Regions from separate parts of the Mus musculus genome. Here region 2 is linked to region 1. Evidence: chromatin contacts called from public HiChIP or PLAC-seq data. All regions are on one chromosome and are shown on one strand. Each heading gives the region's core, a stretch centred on a gene start, on an enhancer-like site or on the middle of the called end of the contact. The rest is flanking DNA. Distances are from core to core; before and after follow the strand shown.

Region 1 (3,689 bases), core at 589-3,088:
CTCATCAGATAAGAGCACTGACTGCTCTTTCAGAGGTCCTGAGATCAGTTCCCAGCAACCACATGTGGCTCCCTATCATCTGTAATGGGATCTGATGCCCTCTTCTGGTGTGTCTGAAGATATATATATACATATATACATATATATACATACACGCACATATATAGATATAATACAATATATATACACATGTATGTATGTATATATATATATATAAATATATAATTTTTTAAAAAGTGGAAGGTAAAATTTCTATCATTTTGGATAGTGCAAAATATTTGTTAACAGACATAAGACAATTTCTCTCCTGAAATCCTATGACTACATTAAATGTGAATTACAAGAAGTCATTTCCCAGCAGTGTTAGCTTGACAATTTAAACACATGTGTTTTCTCACTCTCTCTCCACACACACATGCACACACACTCTCTCTCTCTCTCACAATACACACATGCTTACACACATTCTCTCACACACACATACTTACACACACACTCACACACATACACTCGCACACCACACTACGCTCACATACCCACATGCATGCACCACACACACACACACACACACACACACTCAGCAACAGCTAAAGAATGACTTTAATTTCCAGCAGGGAAAACTCTCAGGCTCAGTGGCTTTGGGGAGTGGGAGCTGCAACCCAGAAATCTTTTCCTGGGAGTAGAATTGTATTAAACGCTGAAATTAACTTTTGTTTATTGAGCATTTCCATGATCATAGCTCAGATCCAGTGGCCACATCATCTTTGAAGCTGCAGATAAGTTCTGTGTCTTATGGTCTTCTGAACTGGGCTTGTTCACGGTGGTAAGTAACGATGTGTGGCTGTTGAGAATGTTTTCCCTTCCTTCCTTCCTTTCTTTTCTTTTTTTTTTTTTCTTTTTTTTGAGCCTCAGAGACTTCATTTGTGTCACAGAAACATTACTGTCTGTCTTCAGAGGTTGTTGTAAAGGTAAAGTGTGACCATGAGAGTGCCATGCCTGAAGCAGACTAGTGCCATCCTCCTGCAGCTTTCTGGAGGATGCTAAGTGAGATTCAGCTGTTCTGGTCAGTGTTTGCTGTAATGCCATGAATAGTAATGTTATCGCCTTGTAACAAAAGACTTTTTGGTGAAAGCAATAACCCAGTGAATGCACTCAGTCTTTTGGTTAGTAACCTAGATGCAGCTTAGAGGAGCACATGGACTTAAGGCAATCATGGCTTCCTCTGGGGCTGGGGGCTCATTTGAAGGTCTAACCAGAGAAGGTCAATTGCTCTCAACTGCTAAGTCATTTCCTCAGCTCCATGATAATAGGCTTTCCTTAAAAAACAGTGTATAATGCCCAAACAATGGAAAATGCATAAAGTTTTGGGGATTTAAAACTCTCCTCAGTGTTCTTAGATCTCAGGATGAAATGTCTTCTCTGCTCCTCCAGTGGCTCCAGGAACTACCATCCTGAGAATCACCCCCCCCAGTTTATTAGAAATGCAGACCTGTTGAGTGGAAGTGAGCTTTATAACGGGGTCGCCAAGCCTGCCTGATACATTTTGGAGTTTGAGAAGCAACGGTCGTATTTCACTGTCAACAATGAAAAAAAGTTTTCTCCTAAGAACCGGTTCTTCAAACTTTTTTCTTCCATCTAGGCTCTGGGGAGATGGTGACTCTCTCATCCCCGCAGGATGCAGGAAGAAAGGGAAACCGGCCGAGAGAAGAGCCGGGGCAGTTAAGAATTCCTCGCAATTTGACCCCTGAGGCAGCAAAAACTGGATCCGCCGGACCTTTGTAACCTGGACCGTGGAGGAGAGCTCAGGCGGCCACATTCAACTGTGAGCGTGCAGAACTTGGCTGAGCTCTCTGGCCTGGGAGGGCGGGGGCGTGGCTGGGCCGGCGAGAGGGCGTGGCCGGCGCCGAGAGGCGGGGTCTGACCGAGGCCGCGGGGCAGCAACGTCGCTGGGCAGCGGAGCGGCGGCCGCGCCATGTGGCTGCTGGGGCCGCTGTGCCTGCTGCTGAGCAGCACTGCGGGTGAGTGGGGGGCGCGTGACGCGCTTCACCGAGCGCCGGGCGCGGGGGCTGCCTCGATCGTCCCTGCTCCGCGCGCGGGCCTGGGCTGCGGGCGTGGGTGTGCGCGAAGGGCGGACCTCGGCGCCGGGCTGGCCGGGACCCCGCGAGGGGCCGCGGCGGGGCGCGCGCCGCGCTATTGTGTGGGCCGGCGCACCGGGTGCTGTTGTCGTGTGTGTGCGCGGGCGGAGCTTTGTGCGGCGCCGGCTCCCTAGAGCCGGGCGGCCGCCCGGATTGGGCGTAGTTCGAGTGTGGCTCTGTGTGCTGGGAACCGAGGAGGGAAAGGAGAGGACTCCACTCTTGATTTCGGGTCTTCCCGGATTCCCTCAGCCTTTAACATACACTTTTCTGCCTCAGTTTCCCATCTACGCTCTCCCCGCATCTGCATCCCAGCTTCCTTTCTCTTCTTCCCTGGACCGTGTCTGGTTTGGGAATAGCGAGATGCAGTAGGGAATGGACATGGAAATCATTCGTTCATCCTGGGAGCAGATCTTTTACTTCTGTCGTCTGTCGAAGATGCCTTAACCTTCAGGGAGCAGGGAAGGAAAAGAGGACCGGGGCTTCCTCTAACGGCCGTTGGTCCCTGCATCTCAGAGCGCGTGCATCCTGAGACCCGCAGGGTCCCTCCCAGACAGAGTGCTGTTCCCAGGAACTTTTCTGCTGATGTGGGCACGCTCCGAATTCCAGCTTGGAGCCCTTCCCCTCTGCCTCTGCCCGCTGGCCACAGCTGTCAGCAGCCCCTCCACAGCTCTGCCCGCCCTTGGCCCCTGATGCTTATTTCTGGGCAGCTGATGCTCACAGAACTTTCTTTACTGAAGATTTCATGCTCTGTGGCCGTATCATTCACACGTCTAATTTATGTCGGATTTTTCCAAATACTTCCAGAAAACTTGGCTGCTGCGTTGTGTTTGTTGTGAGGGAAGTCAAAACCTTTCTGAGCTACCCCTTGCAGATGTCCAGCAACCCTCCCTTCCTAGAAGTTGCAAGTCCTGTGCATCCTCTCAAATGACTGGCCAGCGGGACCTCCCCCTCCCCCATCATCCCCACTCCTCTGAGACTCCATTTAAATGTCTTGTGGGCTTGCTCAGTTTCCAGTGAGGGGTTAGGCTCCTGTGGCTGCTGTAGGTTTTTTTTAAAACCAAGACTGAGGGTTTGTGTTCTGTTTGTCTGGAGTTATGGGGATTGGGGGGAGGGGGTTGTGGAGAAGGAAGGGAGGGCAAAGTGAATTAGGCAGCTATAAGCAGGTGCAAGTTATTTGGAGGTTGTTAGAGCAGGCTCAGTTCCAGGGCATCTCAGACATGAAGATCTGCCCGGATTCACACATTTAATTCACATAGCAATGGCATGTCCCTTGGTAACACCCCAGCTGGCTCCTCTGTGTGTTCTCTGCTTAGGACCAGTGGACACTAATTATCACATCTTCTTGTTGTACTGGGTCGCATGAGTTGAGTTCACAAAAAATTATATGTTTCTCCCTTTCAGCAATGGTTATTTAATATGCCTGTGGACGTATACCATAGAGCAAGGAAGTGCAGTAGTCACCGTGAGCCATAGTTGGGGTAGGGGAGGGACCGCCAGTGTTCCTTGGCTGAAGTTAGCTGTGGCTTTGGATTACTGAACTTGCTTTAGGACCTT
Region 2 (3,689 bases), core at 645-3,144, 490 kb after region 1:
TCACTTCCATGTTTGAGAACTGCAGTAGCAAAGTCCCGGGAGAAAAGCAGAAAAAAGAACACTCTCACTTTACCAACTGACTTACATGACAAGTAGGCTACCCAGCAGCCAGTCAGCTTCTGCCCTGGCTCCCATTAAAGCTTGTGACTATTGGCCAGGCCCATGCACAGTATGCTAAAAACAGGGGTTCAGCAGTGACCAGAATGGGGTCTCTGCCCTCTCCTGGAGCCTGCACTGAAGGAAACTGGGGTTTTAGGAGTCAGATGGGGCTACATTCTGAAGGGCAGGTGACCAACAGGCCACCCTTTTCTCCTGTGTCAGGCAGGGCTGGGCTCCGCTGAGGAGACACAGGACAGGAAAAGGAGTTCCTCTCCACATTCCACAATGTGAAAAACTACAACTCTTTTCTTTTCTTATTTATTTATTTATTTATTGGGGCGGGGCTGAGCAATTTAAAACATCAAAGACACAGAGGACCCACAGAGAAATAACTAGCTTAGTCCTTTTTGAGTGACTTCAACGCTTGTGACCGAGAGTGTCCCAAGTTCAGGTTGATCACATCTGGTTTCATTTTTCTGGATTCTGGGAATTGGGAAGCATCCATCCATTTCCCAGACAATCACATCAACTTTGAAACAAATGACAGTTACCCTGAGAATGCCGACATTTAAAGAGTATTTCAACAGACAATCAAACGACGCTTGACCGTGCCCTGTTCACTCCCTCAAGGCAGCCAGCAAACTAATCACCAAACACCCCATAAAAAACTGTAACAATGGCGAGAATTTGAGTCAAGTCAAGAAAAGATGTGTGTTAACGACAGAAAAAGAGAGAAAAGCACTTCAAAGTCTTAAGTAAGAATCACCTCGATAGTTAAAGTTAAAACGTTTTCCAGTCACATGCGAAAGAAGGAAACTCCAGGTAAAGCAGAAACAAGCAACCTCTCCTTAAGGAGAAGATATTCTAATTGTGCACATAATTTACATTGGTCAGACTTTGTTTGATATTGGTACAAATTCAACTTTATACTGGTCACAAAATTTACTTGTTGGAGATCATCCAACACCTGTCAGTTGATCTTCCGAGGGTGAGAGGACACCTTTTGTACTTTAATGCACTTTTCTCCTCTTCATTCTCCAGAAGAAAGCAGAATGGCTAGAGATGGTAACAGCCAAAGGACTGTAACCAACTTCCAAACTAGAACTGCCGTCTGGCCTGATTTCTAAGAGGGAAATATATGACTTGGGGAAAAATCTTCAATAGTAAGGTAGGCATTTTTCTAAGAAGAAACAACTTTAAATTCAGCAGTGTTCTAGATTGGTAAGGAAAGATGGCCAATGCACTCTGGACTATACGGATTCTTATAGGCCCATTGGTACAAAGAGAATGTTCAGAAAGTGGTGAAGTAAAGAAAGCGGCTTTCTAGGCTAAGACTTGATCCTGAGTTGACCTTACTAAGTGTTGACCTTGAATGTCAGCTTGATTAGTTTTACTCTGCATTCGTGGCAATTGAGTAACATAAAGTAACTGGTTGGCTTATTACAAACACCAAATGCTGCAAGTTCTAAAACTACCTGAGGTGTATTCTAGCGGATGGACATTACACTGCAGTGAACCATCCGTGTTAGCAGTTAGGGGCAGTCACACCTCTACGGGGAAAGCCTTTTAGTGAGTATTGTGGCTCAGCACTGGGCTTCTCAATGCGGATACTAGAAACACCTAGTCCAACTTGCCCTATAGGGAGGACAATTTAAAGCTGGGAACAGTTTAACTTATGCAAAAAAACTTTAAAAGATGTTAGAGTTTTTTTTAAAAAAAGTCAAAACCACGGCAGGAAACGACTGCTCTTCCTAATACAGATATTTTAAAAAGAGAAATCTGATGAGGAAGTTCTTAAATGTCATTTCCTTTTTCAAAAAACGGAGAGGGGGTTGGGGAGTTCATATTTTTGTGGTGACATATAACATAAAAAAATTAAGAAAGGCATATAGAAAATAAGTCTTCAAATAGTTGAGTAATCTTCTTCAGGCAATTTCTAAATAAATATAGACACAGCTACTGCTTGCTTTAAAGAAACAACAAACAAGCCCACATTTATTACTCCACTGGGAAACAACTACAGTATAAGACCATGCAGTGCTCCTTAGGCAGAAGTTGCTACAAGCAGCTCAGGGCTGCTGGAGGCACAGCTAAGGGACACACATTTCCTGGATCCAACAGAAGAGACCTGTGATGAGCTTGTGATAATGGTAGGGGACAAGGTCTTCCCCTCACCTTTATAGGGGAAGGATGGAAGCAGGGGAAAATGAAGAGGTCAAAGTGGCCCTGGCTGGCTACAGCTGAGAAACAGACTCCTTGGTGGAGGCTCTGAGCGTTCTCTGGGAACAGGGCAGGTCAGAGCACTGCTCGGGTCTCTGATTCAGCTGAAGGCACGGATGCCTTTCTTACCACCAGAACACATAGCTGATCTTGTGTAAACAGCAGGAGAGGATCCCCTCTGCTTCCTTACAAAGGCTCTAACTAGTCGTAGGGCTCCCTGAGAACTAGACTCCAAAGTACTGTATATGTACAGGACATTAACAAATACACAGCAGCACGACAGTCACCTCTCCACATTAGGGTCACAGATCAGAACCTCTACTGAGCTGGACAAAGCCACCACTCAAGCTGAGTGTCCACACAACCGTGATAGCCAACCTTGGTTTAGGCATCTCTCAGGTACCTACAATTTCCCAAGTTCCAATAAATTCTGTTTTGAGGAAATCAATTTATTTATTTATTTGTTTGTTTAATTTTATGTGCACTGGTGTTTTGCCTGCATGAGTGTCTGTATGAGGGTGTCAGATGCCCTGGAACTGGAGTTACAGACTGGGGATCCTCTGGAAGAGCAGCCAAGGCTCTTAACCACTGAGCCAATTCTCCAACCCCTTGAGAAAAATCAATTTTATTTCAATTAACCTTATAAGCTAAATCAAAAGCTAGTTAAGAGGGGCTGAAGTTTCCTGGCTGTAAGAGTTGCTGTCATCATCCACGAGATGCCATTTAATGGCTAGTGAGCTAAATCACTCGTTTGGGCTGGTGATTTTGTGTTTGCAAGCAACAGAAGATATGCAACCGGCTGTGGAAACCAAGCTGCACGGGACAGACAAGAAAGGTTCCATGGCAGTAACACTCAGCAGTTGGCAAGCACATGACCGCGGTCTTACAGACTGGGAAGAGGCCGCCTGGAGCATATTTCAAAACAGGAAAGTAGTGGGGGATGCTTGGTGTTCAGTGGACAATACATTCACACTAAGTAAGGGTTAAACCAGTCCCTGGATCCTTAGTGAACTATAGAGGAGGGAGTACTTGAGAACTTAAGCCTTCCAGGGATCATGGTTCAAAGCCTCTGAAATTCACAGGAGTCAACTAAATGAGAACTCAACACCAGAGCGGTAACTTCTCTACTGGCACCAGCACAGGCAGTGGTGATTTTCATGTTTAATATAGTAATCAGTGTCCTAAAAACCCCTCAAGTTTTTAAGGCACCGGTCTTATTAAACGATTGAGCTGCAGCACGCTAAGTCTGGCCTTTTTTACAGTAAAGTACACGGACAAAATAGCCCATGGAAGCACAGTGAAGGGGTACCCTGACAGACAGATGAGCCACAGGCCCTTCAAATGTTGACGTTTTGAAGATACAGGGGACA

What was found. HiChIP or PLAC-seq counts read pairs in DNA pulled down with a chosen protein or histone mark.
Region 2: a contact with region 1 is called in an H3K4me3 HiChIP or PLAC-seq map of bone marrow-derived macrophages, with 3 times the contacts expected there. The contact joins the enhancer-like site here to the promoter of Ldlrad3 in region 1. A contact is called at or near these places in 7 of 39 promoter capture datasets (the 3T3-L1 cell line, the C10 cell line, the HPC-7 cell line and 2 more), 6 of 484 Hi-C or Micro-C datasets (the C10 cell line, the HPC-7 cell line, bone marrow-derived macrophages and 3 more), 2 of 115 datasets of contacts at active chromatin or transcription factors (bone marrow-derived macrophages and embryonic stem cells) and 1 of 9 other capture datasets (embryonic stem cells).

What each region holds. Positions count from the first base shown.
Region 1 is chr2:102,184,609-102,188,297 of GRCm38.p6, reverse strand. Ldlrad3 (low density lipoprotein receptor class A domain containing 3) reads left to right here and starts at 1,838. Exons shown (of 6, transcript NM_178886.3): 1 at 1,838-2,018. The coding sequence starts at 1,973.
Region 2 is chr2:101,697,691-101,701,379 of GRCm38.p6, reverse strand. Traf6 (TNF receptor-associated factor 6) reads right to left here. Exons shown (of 7, transcript NM_001303273.1): 7 at 1-3,689. Among named protein-coding and RNA genes, the nearest start is that of Traf6, 21 kb to the right of the region's middle. Within about 2 kb of position 1,894, at least 21 of the 459 cell types and tissues checked have an H3K27ac peak or open chromatin away from gene starts, as enhancers often do. A contact at or near this core is called in bone marrow-derived macrophages, where this site is marked.